Regions from separate parts of the Mus musculus genome. Here region 1 is linked to region 2. A link is a contact called in public HiChIP or PLAC-seq data. All regions are on one chromosome and are shown on one strand. Each heading gives the region's core, a stretch centred on a gene start, on an enhancer-like site or on the middle of the called end of the contact. The rest is flanking DNA. Distances are from core to core; before and after follow the strand shown.

Evidence for each region. HiChIP or PLAC-seq counts read pairs in DNA pulled down with a chosen protein or histone mark.
Region 1: a contact with region 2 is called in an H3K4me3 HiChIP or PLAC-seq map of the SCID.adh cell line, with 12 read pairs. The contact joins two enhancer-like sites. A contact is called at or near these places in 3 of 39 promoter capture datasets (the C10 cell line, the HPC-7 cell line and stem cell-derived epiblast-like cells) and 10 of 115 datasets of contacts at active chromatin or transcription factors (CD8 T cells, the SCID.adh cell line, bone marrow-derived dendritic cells and 6 more).

What each region holds. Positions count from the first base shown.
Region 1 is chr1:127,360,916-127,365,473 of GRCm38.p6, forward strand. Mgat5 (mannoside acetylglucosaminyltransferase 5) reads left to right here. Exons shown (of 18, transcript NM_145128.3): 5 at 4,233-4,309. Among named protein-coding and RNA genes, the nearest start is that of Gm23734, 12 kb to the right of the region's middle. Within about 2 kb of position 3,021, at least 20 of the 459 cell types and tissues checked have an H3K27ac peak or open chromatin away from gene starts, as enhancers often do. A contact at or near this core is called in the SCID.adh cell line, where this site is marked.
Region 2 is chr1:127,240,726-127,245,555 of GRCm38.p6, forward strand. The region is part of intron 1 of Mgat5 (mannoside acetylglucosaminyltransferase 5); the gene reads left to right. Among named protein-coding and RNA genes, the nearest start is that of Mgat5, 38 kb to the left of the region's middle. Within about 2 kb of position 1,601, at least 117 of the 459 cell types and tissues checked have an H3K27ac peak or open chromatin away from gene starts, as enhancers often do. A contact at or near this core is called in the SCID.adh cell line, where this site is marked.

The sequences.
Region 1 (4,558 bases), core at 1,771-4,270, 120 kb after region 2:
GGTAATCCAGACATTGGGTTCTGAGCCTGGCATTCACAAGCCTTTAGCCTGCAGTGCCTGCTCTGCTGTCCTGCCATAGTTCTTCCCATGCTACCCCGCATCCGTCCTAGGCTCTAATCATCTCCCCTCTCCACCCTCTTAGGCCTGGAGGGTTGGCTGCTTGTCTCCATTCATAGGGCTGGGATTATCCTCAGTAAAGCTCTCTGGTTTTGGAACACACATCAAACTACCTTCCCCTTCTCTGGCCTGTCCCTCTTCTGCAGCATCCCTTGCCTGATTTCCCTGCTGACTAGTGCTTAGAAGCGTAATTAGGCAGATAATCCTGCAGGAAGCTAAGAACAGAGTACATGACAAAAGGAACAATAAGTAGTCAGGGATGGTTTGGGCTAAATTGTTTTGGGGAATCTTTTTTGTTTATATATGTTTGTGTCCTGTGCATGCATATGTATGTGTGTTTTCACCTGTGTGTTAGCATACACACGCGTGTGCACGCTTGTGGAGGTAAGAGGTTGATACCACACATCTTCATCGGTTGCTCTCCAGCTTGTGGTTTGAGGCGGAGCCTCTCTCTTGAAGCCAGTTGAGCCCACCAGTTTGGCTACTGTAGCTACAGGATGCTCTGGGAATGCCCTGTCTCTTCTGCCCCCACACCACTAGCAACAGAGGCAGGCCGTCACATCTGCCTGGCATTTACGTGGGTGCTGGGAACCTGAACTCTGGTCTTCACTCTTGTGCCGCAGTTGCTTTTCACCCTGAACCATCTCTCCAGGCCCCTGTATGGCAATGTGTTTTCATGTAAATTTCTGTTCAGTTTTATAGTATTTGCACACAGGTAATGCCCTAGCTTTGAGTTCTTACTTAGCAAGTCCAGGAGGCCATCGAAGGTGCCTTTCTAAGCAGAATACTATTTGGTCGGTTTACCCCACACTCTCTCTGCTCATGTTTCCTATACAGAGTATGAATGAAGTGACTGTGGTGTGTGCCTGTGAATACTAGACACAGTTGGGTAGAAAGAATCCTGATCTAGAAGGAAAATCTGTGCTGGAGAGATGGCTCAGTGCGCTTGCCACACGATCATGAGGACCAGTGTATGTCTCTTATGCCAGTGTTCCTGCAGCAAGATTAGGGGTGGAGACAGAGTCCCCAGAAACTCAGGAATAAGTTAGTCTGGCATTACACAGCAGTGGATGAGAGACCCTGTTTCAAACAAGACAGAAGATGAGTACTGACACCTGGGGTTGCCCTCTGACCTCCACGTGCCATGCTTGGTGTGTAAATGTTCACACACGCAGAGCCACACTCACACACGTGCATACCCCCAAAGGATAAAGCTTTATGGTAGAGATTCATGGTGCCTTCAAAAGAGGAAGGGCTTCATGAGTTTGATTTGTTTCCTCATTGAACTAGGGATCTTTTTCATCTCTCCAGGCTCTAGTTTTAGGAATCAGAAAAGGCAGAGGGTCAGCATATATGCTTGTGGGGAGTCTCCTGTAAAGTATGAGGCAGATGGTGCTTCCACTCTTTCAGCTAAAATCTAGAAAAACTAATAAAATACAAGACATGTGTTTCAAAGTGCTGTAGAAGTTGATAGGATGCTATTTGAAAAATAAAAATAAAAAGAGCGCCATTGGAGAGAATCATATAGCAGATTCAAGCTGATCTCACAGATACACCATGCTCTCTCTCATTGTGGTTCTACATTTCATACAGATACAGAACATCATGTATGTATGTGTATGCATATGAGATATGAAATAAAGCTACAGCGAGGGGAAACATGATGAGAGTTAAGTAAATAACTTAAAAAAAAAAAATCCCATCATTTCAAAATAGAAACTCTGACTTGGGAACCCTTTGGATTTGGGATATTCTGTTAGGAATGTACAACCTAATGTCAAGCCTGTGAACATATAAAGAACTGTGAAGTCTGAACCAGGGGTCTCAAGCATCTTAAACAAGGGACACTCAATCTGTGTGACTCCGAAGGGGCTGCAAGTAGATTTTGTGGATTAGCTACACCTTGGTTTCCCCGGCCCTTTGGGAGCAGACAGCTTCCTGTGACCTTGAGATCTTCTGCAGAGATTAAGTGATGTGCTGGTTGGTTGGTGCACTTCAGCTTCACACAAAGCTAGGCAGATCTGGGAAGAGAGAATTAAGGAAATGCCTCCATAAGATTGGCTTGTTGGAGCCGGGCGTGGTGGCGCATGCCTTTAATCCCAGCACTCGGGAGGCAGAGGCAGGCGGATTTCTGAGTTCGAGGCCAGCCTGGTCTACAGAGTGAGTTCCAGGTCAGCCAGGATGACACAGAGAAACCCTGTCTCAAAAAACAAAAACAAAAACAAAACAAAACAAAAACAAACAAAAAAGATTGGCTTGTTGGGATGCCTATGTGCTCTTGTCTTAATTAAGGATGGATGTGGTGTGAAGGTGGCCCTAGGTTGTAGGAGAAAGCAGCCAGCACAAGTCATGAGGGTCATGCAAGCCAGTAAGCAATGTTCATTCGTGGCTCTGTTTCAGCCTCTTCCTCCAGGTTCCTGACCTACTTGAATTCCAGCCTTGGCTTCCTTTTGGGCCGAGAGCCAAATTTGGGGTTGATCATGTTGTTTTATCACAGCAGCATAAAAGTAACTAAAACATCTGTCTGAGACTTCGTTGTAGAAATTCACTTTTCTCCATGGTGTGAAATAGGCCTAGACAAAGTTTTTCCAAATAGAGAATAAGTTGTATTGAGTCATTTCTAACAGGAGATGATCTTTCACCTTGAGCAGTTCCCTCTGATTTACTTATAGGTTCTTACAGCCAAGCTGGCAGAGGAAAGTGCTTGCAAGAGCTGTATCTCCAGGCCAGATGTCGAGATCGCTGGCTTCTGGCTGGTGCCAAGCACTGGGCCAGTGGCGGAGCTTGCATGGACTCCCTCTGCAGGGGCCATCTGATAAGATGGCCACGTGTTCCTATCAGGTGTACAAGGAGAAACGCTGCCTTGTTGTACATACAAAACAGCTGCTGGAGACTCTTTATCTTTTAAGAGGAAGTACGTACGAGGTACCAGGGGCAGAGTGTCACCCTCCCTCCTGAAGATGCTTATCCTGGCTGTTGGCAGCAGAGCTAGATAGGAAGATTTGGCTCAGTTTCCAGTGGGAGGACAGACAGATGGCCATAGTTCCCAAAGTTTAGGGGCGGGGATTGTAAGCTCATTTTTGTCTGTTCTTCTCACCGCCCCTTTAAAACCACGATGGGAAGATAACCAGGTACTTTTAACCTATCAGATGCCATTCAGTTCTAAATAAAAGTCAAGGTGATTGGGTTCTTAAAATGAACCGTTGCAGAGTCTGGAGAGGTGATCATGGGGAAATGCTTACAAAGATCTGTCTAATCCCCACTATGGTAGGAAGCCACATGTGTTGGCACATACTTGTAATCCCAGCACTAGGGAGGTAGAGGCAGGAAGAACCCTGGGACTTGCTGGACAGCCAGCCTAGCCTATGCAGTGAGTTTCAGGCCAGTGAGAGACCATATCTCAATAAAATAAAACAAAAACTATGGAATGTTCCTGAGGAATGTCACATGAGATTGTTCGCTAGCCTCCCCTGCATGCACGTATGAGCACAAGCAGATGGGGGGCGGGGTGAAGAGTGACTGTCATAGATGCTGACATACCTTTCTTTGTAAGGACTGCTAAGATCCCAGAAAATCTCCTTGTTGATGGCATGGCCCCAGTCATAGTTAGGGTTTCTATTGTGTGAAGAGACACCATGACCACAACAACTCTTATAAAGGACACCATTTAACTGGGGCTGGCTTGCAGTTCAGAGGTTCAGTCCATTATTGTGGTGGCATGCAGGCAGATGTGGTGCTGGAGAGGTAGCTGAGAGTTCCACATCCGGATCTGCAGGCAGCACCGACAGTGAGCCACTGGACCTGGCTTGAGCCTCTGAAACCCCAGAGCCCACCCCAAGTGATGCACTTCCTCTAACAAGGCCCCATCTCCAATGATGCTGCTCCCTGTGAGTCCGTGGGGGCCATTTTCATTCTTACCACTACTCCCCTGACTCCCAGCAACAGTGTTCTGCTGTGGTGGCAGCCATACCTGTAGCTGGAGGGGTTGCATGGATCAGAACCTTGCCTCCACGGAGAACTCTCTATTTCAGTTTGTCCTTCAGCCTACGTGGACTGTGATGTTGGGCTTCTGTGTTATGGTTCTCATGGTTTCTTTTGTTTCCCATTTTTTGCAGATATCATTAATGGAGTTCAGGAAAAATGTGTATTGCCTCCTATGGATGGCTACCCCCACTGCGAGGGGAAAATCAAGGTAAAGTAGAAGTTATGTCTGTTCATCCCAACACCCTCCATCGTTTTCCGCTCCCAAAGATGCCAGTGGGCTTCTGAGCCTTGAAGCGAATCCTTTCTAGACCGTTTCTGTCCTATTAGTGGTAGCCCTTCTCTGCCACTCCCGTGGGATGCAGGTCAGCAGTAGCTGTCAGCAGTCAGGCTGAGAACCTGGACCACTTCTGCTGTCTGCTCTGTGTTTCCTAGCCCTTCATCTTCAGGTGATCCTTCA
Region 2 (4,830 bases), core at 351-2,850:
TTTTTGTTGTTTGTTTTTTGTTTTTTTGGTTGCTGTGGCAGTGTAACTGACAGAAGCAGCCTAAGGTTCTTTTGGCTCCCAGGTCAGATGTACATCATCACAGCAGCAGCAGGGGTGGGATGCGCTGGCCACATTGTATCCACAGGCAGGAAGCAGAGAGAGATGGATGCTGGGGCTCATCTCACTGTCTCCTTTTTCACTTTCTCCTTTTTATTCCCTAAGATCCCAGCCCATGGGAAAGTCCTGCTCATCTTCAGGGTAGGTTCTCCTTTAGTGAAACTACTTTGGAAACACCCTCAAAGACACACCCTGATGTGTAGTTCCTTGGAGAGTCTAAACCCCCCTCAAACTGACAAAAGAGATTAACAATCATGAATATCTATTTCAAATCCTTGTTTTTAATTCCTTGTTTAACTCTTTGGGCCTTTGTTGTGGTTGTTAGAATGGTTTTAATCATAGATTGAAGAAAAGGAAACACTGACATAGTCTGCTTAACAGTCTATCTTACTGGAAAGGTCTGATCTCCACAAGTGAACTCGAGTGTGTACACACTGGTGCACGAACACTGGTGGACACACACAGGATCACACACTCACACATAGGCACCCATACACCACACATGGAGAGGGGGGAGGGAAGAAGTGAAGGCAAGAGGGAAATAGAGATAAAAAAGAACTTCCAACAATTAAATGAAGAAGTAGCAAGCCCCCTGGATTTAGTTGGTTAACTGAGTAAGTAAGTACTCATTACTAAATAGGATTGAACTGAACGGTGGCCATAACAGGATCGAGAGGAGCAGCAGGGCTCACATTCCTATGCTACCGCCACCGCCTCCTCCTCCTCCTCCTCCTCATATTCTTCTTGCTTTTCTGTTTTTTTTCTTCTTGCAACAGAGTCTCACTATACTGCCCAGGCTGGCCTTCAACTTCCAGGCTCAAGTGATCATTAGGCACCAGCCTCCCATTTCAGTGGTCAACCTTGTCAGCTGTCAGCAAAGATCCCAAGACAAGGAATAACAGAAAATTGGACCCCATTAAAAAAATTTTTTTAAATGATTATTTGTGCTTGTGTCTGGATGAGGGGTGGGGCACATGAGTGTTATGGCGTGGAGGCAGGAAAATGATGTCAGATCCCTTAGAACTGCCAAAAGCTGCCCAAAACTTGATATTTCCTCATTTAATTGTTTGAGTTTTTTTTAATATTTAATTGAAAAGAACCATCATTCATATATATATATATATATATATATATATATATCCTGTAATAGCAGTGCATCATGCAGGAAAGATTTCTCTGGTGTCACGTGTAAAGTATGTGTCACATGGATATTTGGTGCTCAGGGACAGTAAGGACTCGTGTGTTCTTGGTAGAGCTGGGGATAGCTCAGCAGCAGAGCATGTGAATAGCATGCACAGAGAGAGCTTGGGTTCAATCCTTGACAGTGGCAGGCAGAGTAATAATCTTAGGCTTGGAGAGATGGCTCAGCCGTTAAGAGTGCTTCCTGCATGTCCAGAGGATCCAAGCTTGGTGAGGCTGACTTTCCTTTTACAGATGAAGTTATAGTGAAATGCCACACATAGCCACACAGTGACATTATCACCCGTCTGTATCATACATCCTGTATCGTCCCACAAGATAATATCGTCTACTGATGTCATAGCAGTCTCTGATCATGGTGGGAGAAAGTGGCCAGAAAGTGGCTCATTTCTCCAAACATGCTGCTTTGGTGAGTGACTTAGGTCTGCACAGCAGCTGAGTGGTGGGGTTAAAATTTCCCCAAAGTCCCACAACCACGATTTGAGGAGTTGAGATTTGAACTCTGCTTCCTACCCTGTGGCATTGCTAAGCATCATCGTCCCCTTACGGGGCCCGATGGTTATTTCTAATTGCGAATTGTGCAGAACCTACAATCACCTGGGGAAGAGAGCCTCAATTGTCTTGTCTAGATCCGGCTGGCTTTTGGGCATGTCTGGGAGTATTGTCTTGCTTGCCTGAATGAATGTGGGCAGACCCAGCTAGCGCACTGTGTCCGAGCACCATTTCCTGGTTTAGACCCTGAACTGTGTAAAAGTATAGAAAGCTAGCTGAGCACTAAGTGCGCATGCATTCATTTCTCGATTCTCTCTACTGTGGAGGTGACTAAGTCGATTCAAAGCTCCTGCTATCATGCCTTCCCCCCACAGGGATAGACTGTAACCTGTAGTTGTGACTTAAACTCTTTCTTCCTGGTGGTGTGTTATTTTATCACAGTAACAGAAACGAAACTTGAAGAGAGCTTAGTAATAGGAAGGGTCAGGAGCGCTGAAACCGTTACTGAGTTCCTGCTGGGCAGGAAGCACGTGGTGAGAACAGTTACTACTGGCTTTCCCAACCTCTACACACCCAGGGATTGGATGCCAATATTACCAATACTTGGCTGGAGATTAAACCAAGCTTTGGAAGTGTTAAACATGGAAAATGTTCATTAAAGTTCATTCAGACATGTCTGAATGTCCACTGTCAGAATAGTAAATAAAATCATAAAAATGTAGATTTGGTGGATTGGCAAATATCTCTGGTGAATTTTGTGTGAGATGCTGTGTCAGAGTTAAGGAGAAATAGATGTCCTCCCTGGTTGCTGAGTCTGCGTAGAGGAGTGTCCACACCAAGTGAGAGAGGTGGAAACAGCACAGAGACATAGAGTTTGGCAAGGATGCAGAGTGAGGAGGGTGGGGCCAGGAAGATAATGTACAAATGATAGGGGGTGTTATGTTAGAACCACTGAGCTAAGCAGACCTTGAATCAGAGGGCCTTAGTGGCCAGCATCTGGCCTTCGAGAGGCACTATCTAAACCTCTTTATTTAAGTATAAAGGGATGTGTAGGGGTGTGTGTGTGTAGTGTGTGTGTCTGTTATCAGAGGTGTTATCAAATAAAGTGTTATCAAAACCTCTTTATTAAAGTGAAATGGTCTGTCTGTCTGTCTGTCTGTCTATTCCTGGGAGTACACCTGGCAGGGATTGAGGAATATGTTGGGAGGGAGTAGGGTGAGTCTGGAGAAAACCCAGCCACTTAAGGAGCTGTAGGAGCCTAGGGAGGAGATGGTTAAGGTGAGCATGAGGATCATGGTGGGTCTGTTGGCTGTGGTGTCTGTCAGCAAATGTGAGCTTTTCTAAGAGGTAGGAATCTGAGGGCGGTGATCAAGTTGAATGTTCAGGGAGAAAAAGCAGGGAATATTTCTCTTGGGTTAGGTTATTAGGCTCTGAGAGAAATGGGTGCATTTATGCACCCCCTCTAAGGAGAAATTCACATATGCATGTGGCAGGCAGGTGGGGTGGGGTGGGTATGTAGGTGGGCGGATGTGCATGCTTGTGCATACGTATGTGGAGGCCAGCGGATAGCCCCAGGTTTCTACTGTCCGTCCACCTAGGTTTTATTCGAGAAAGGGCCTCTCACTGGCAGGGAGCTTGCCAGCCTCAGAGCTCTCTGTCTCTTATCTCCCCAGCACCCTGATTACAAGCAAACAACCCCACACCTGGTTTTTCCGCTGGGGCTCTGGGGATGAAGCTCAGGTCCTCATGGTTGTGTGGCAAGCGCTTCACTGGCGGAGCTAACTCTCCAGCCCTTTTTGCCCAGAATTGGTTAAAGATAAAAGACAGTTTGGTGTAATCCTGCTATATCTCAGGACTGGCTTGATCCTCTGGAACTTTCTGTGATGACAGAGTCGTCAGCCTGTATGGCAGCCACTGAGGTGTTGCATGGACTTTTGAAACTGAAATTGGGAAAGGAGAATTTTCTCAGAATACTACCACACCCTCTTAGGCCTTCCGAACTAGGATCTGGGCTGCTCTGTATGTTCAGTTGGCCACATTCCTAGGGAAACAATGTGGTGTGGAATGTTTCCATGTTGAGACCTGGACAGATCCAGGTGAAGGTGTGGAGCAAGTGGTGCCTTCTGCCTTGTTCTGGAAGGACACACCTAGCACCTGTGGGCCCCACCTGCCTTGGAGGCCATGCCCCGGGCAAGTCACCTGCTCTGCATTTTACTTTTTTAATGTAAGTCTGAGTCTTTGTAATGAATGAATCCTGAGAACAAATTCAGAACAATAAGGTAGATGTGTCTTTAAACACACTGGGAGGCCCCAGCAAGATCTTTAGCTTTCTGAGTGTGTTTCCTCTTCTGATTGATGAGAACAGCAGTACCTCAAAGAAGTATTTATGTTGGGCCACTTGCACTAAGCTTCTCGGGTCTTGGCACATAGAAGGTTCTGGGTGTTTCATTAACACATTAGAAATAGCTTATGTGCACAGTGAGATTGGATTCTTCCCCCTCCTTTTCCCTCCCCTCCCCCCTCCTCCCCCTCCTTTTTTCCCCTTCCTTCCCCTCCCTTTCTATCCCCTTCCTTCCCTTCCCTTCCCCTTCCCTTCCCTTCTCTTCCTTTTCCTCTTCCCCTTCCTTCTGTTCTCTCTTTTCTTTCTTTCTTTGACAGGGTCGCAAGTAACCCAGGCTAGACTCATACTCTTTATATAGCCAAGGATGGCCTTGAACTTCTGACTCTCTTGCCTCTGCCTCCCAAGTGGAAGGGTTCACGTGTGTCAAGCAAGCACTGGAGTCTTCCTTTCTTCATGCCTGTTGATGCCTTTTCCTTCCGTGTCCTTAACTAGACTTTGTAGCATGGTCATCAAGGAGACTTAAGACACGGAGGGAATAGGACTTGTCTGAATGCCATGTCAAGGGGCTCTTATGAAGCGAAGAATTTGCAATACCATCTGATAGTGAGCCCATGGCTTCTGATATCAGGAAATAGTTGAGTAGTACTGGCTTCAGAATTCCACTGTTTTCATCTCTCTGC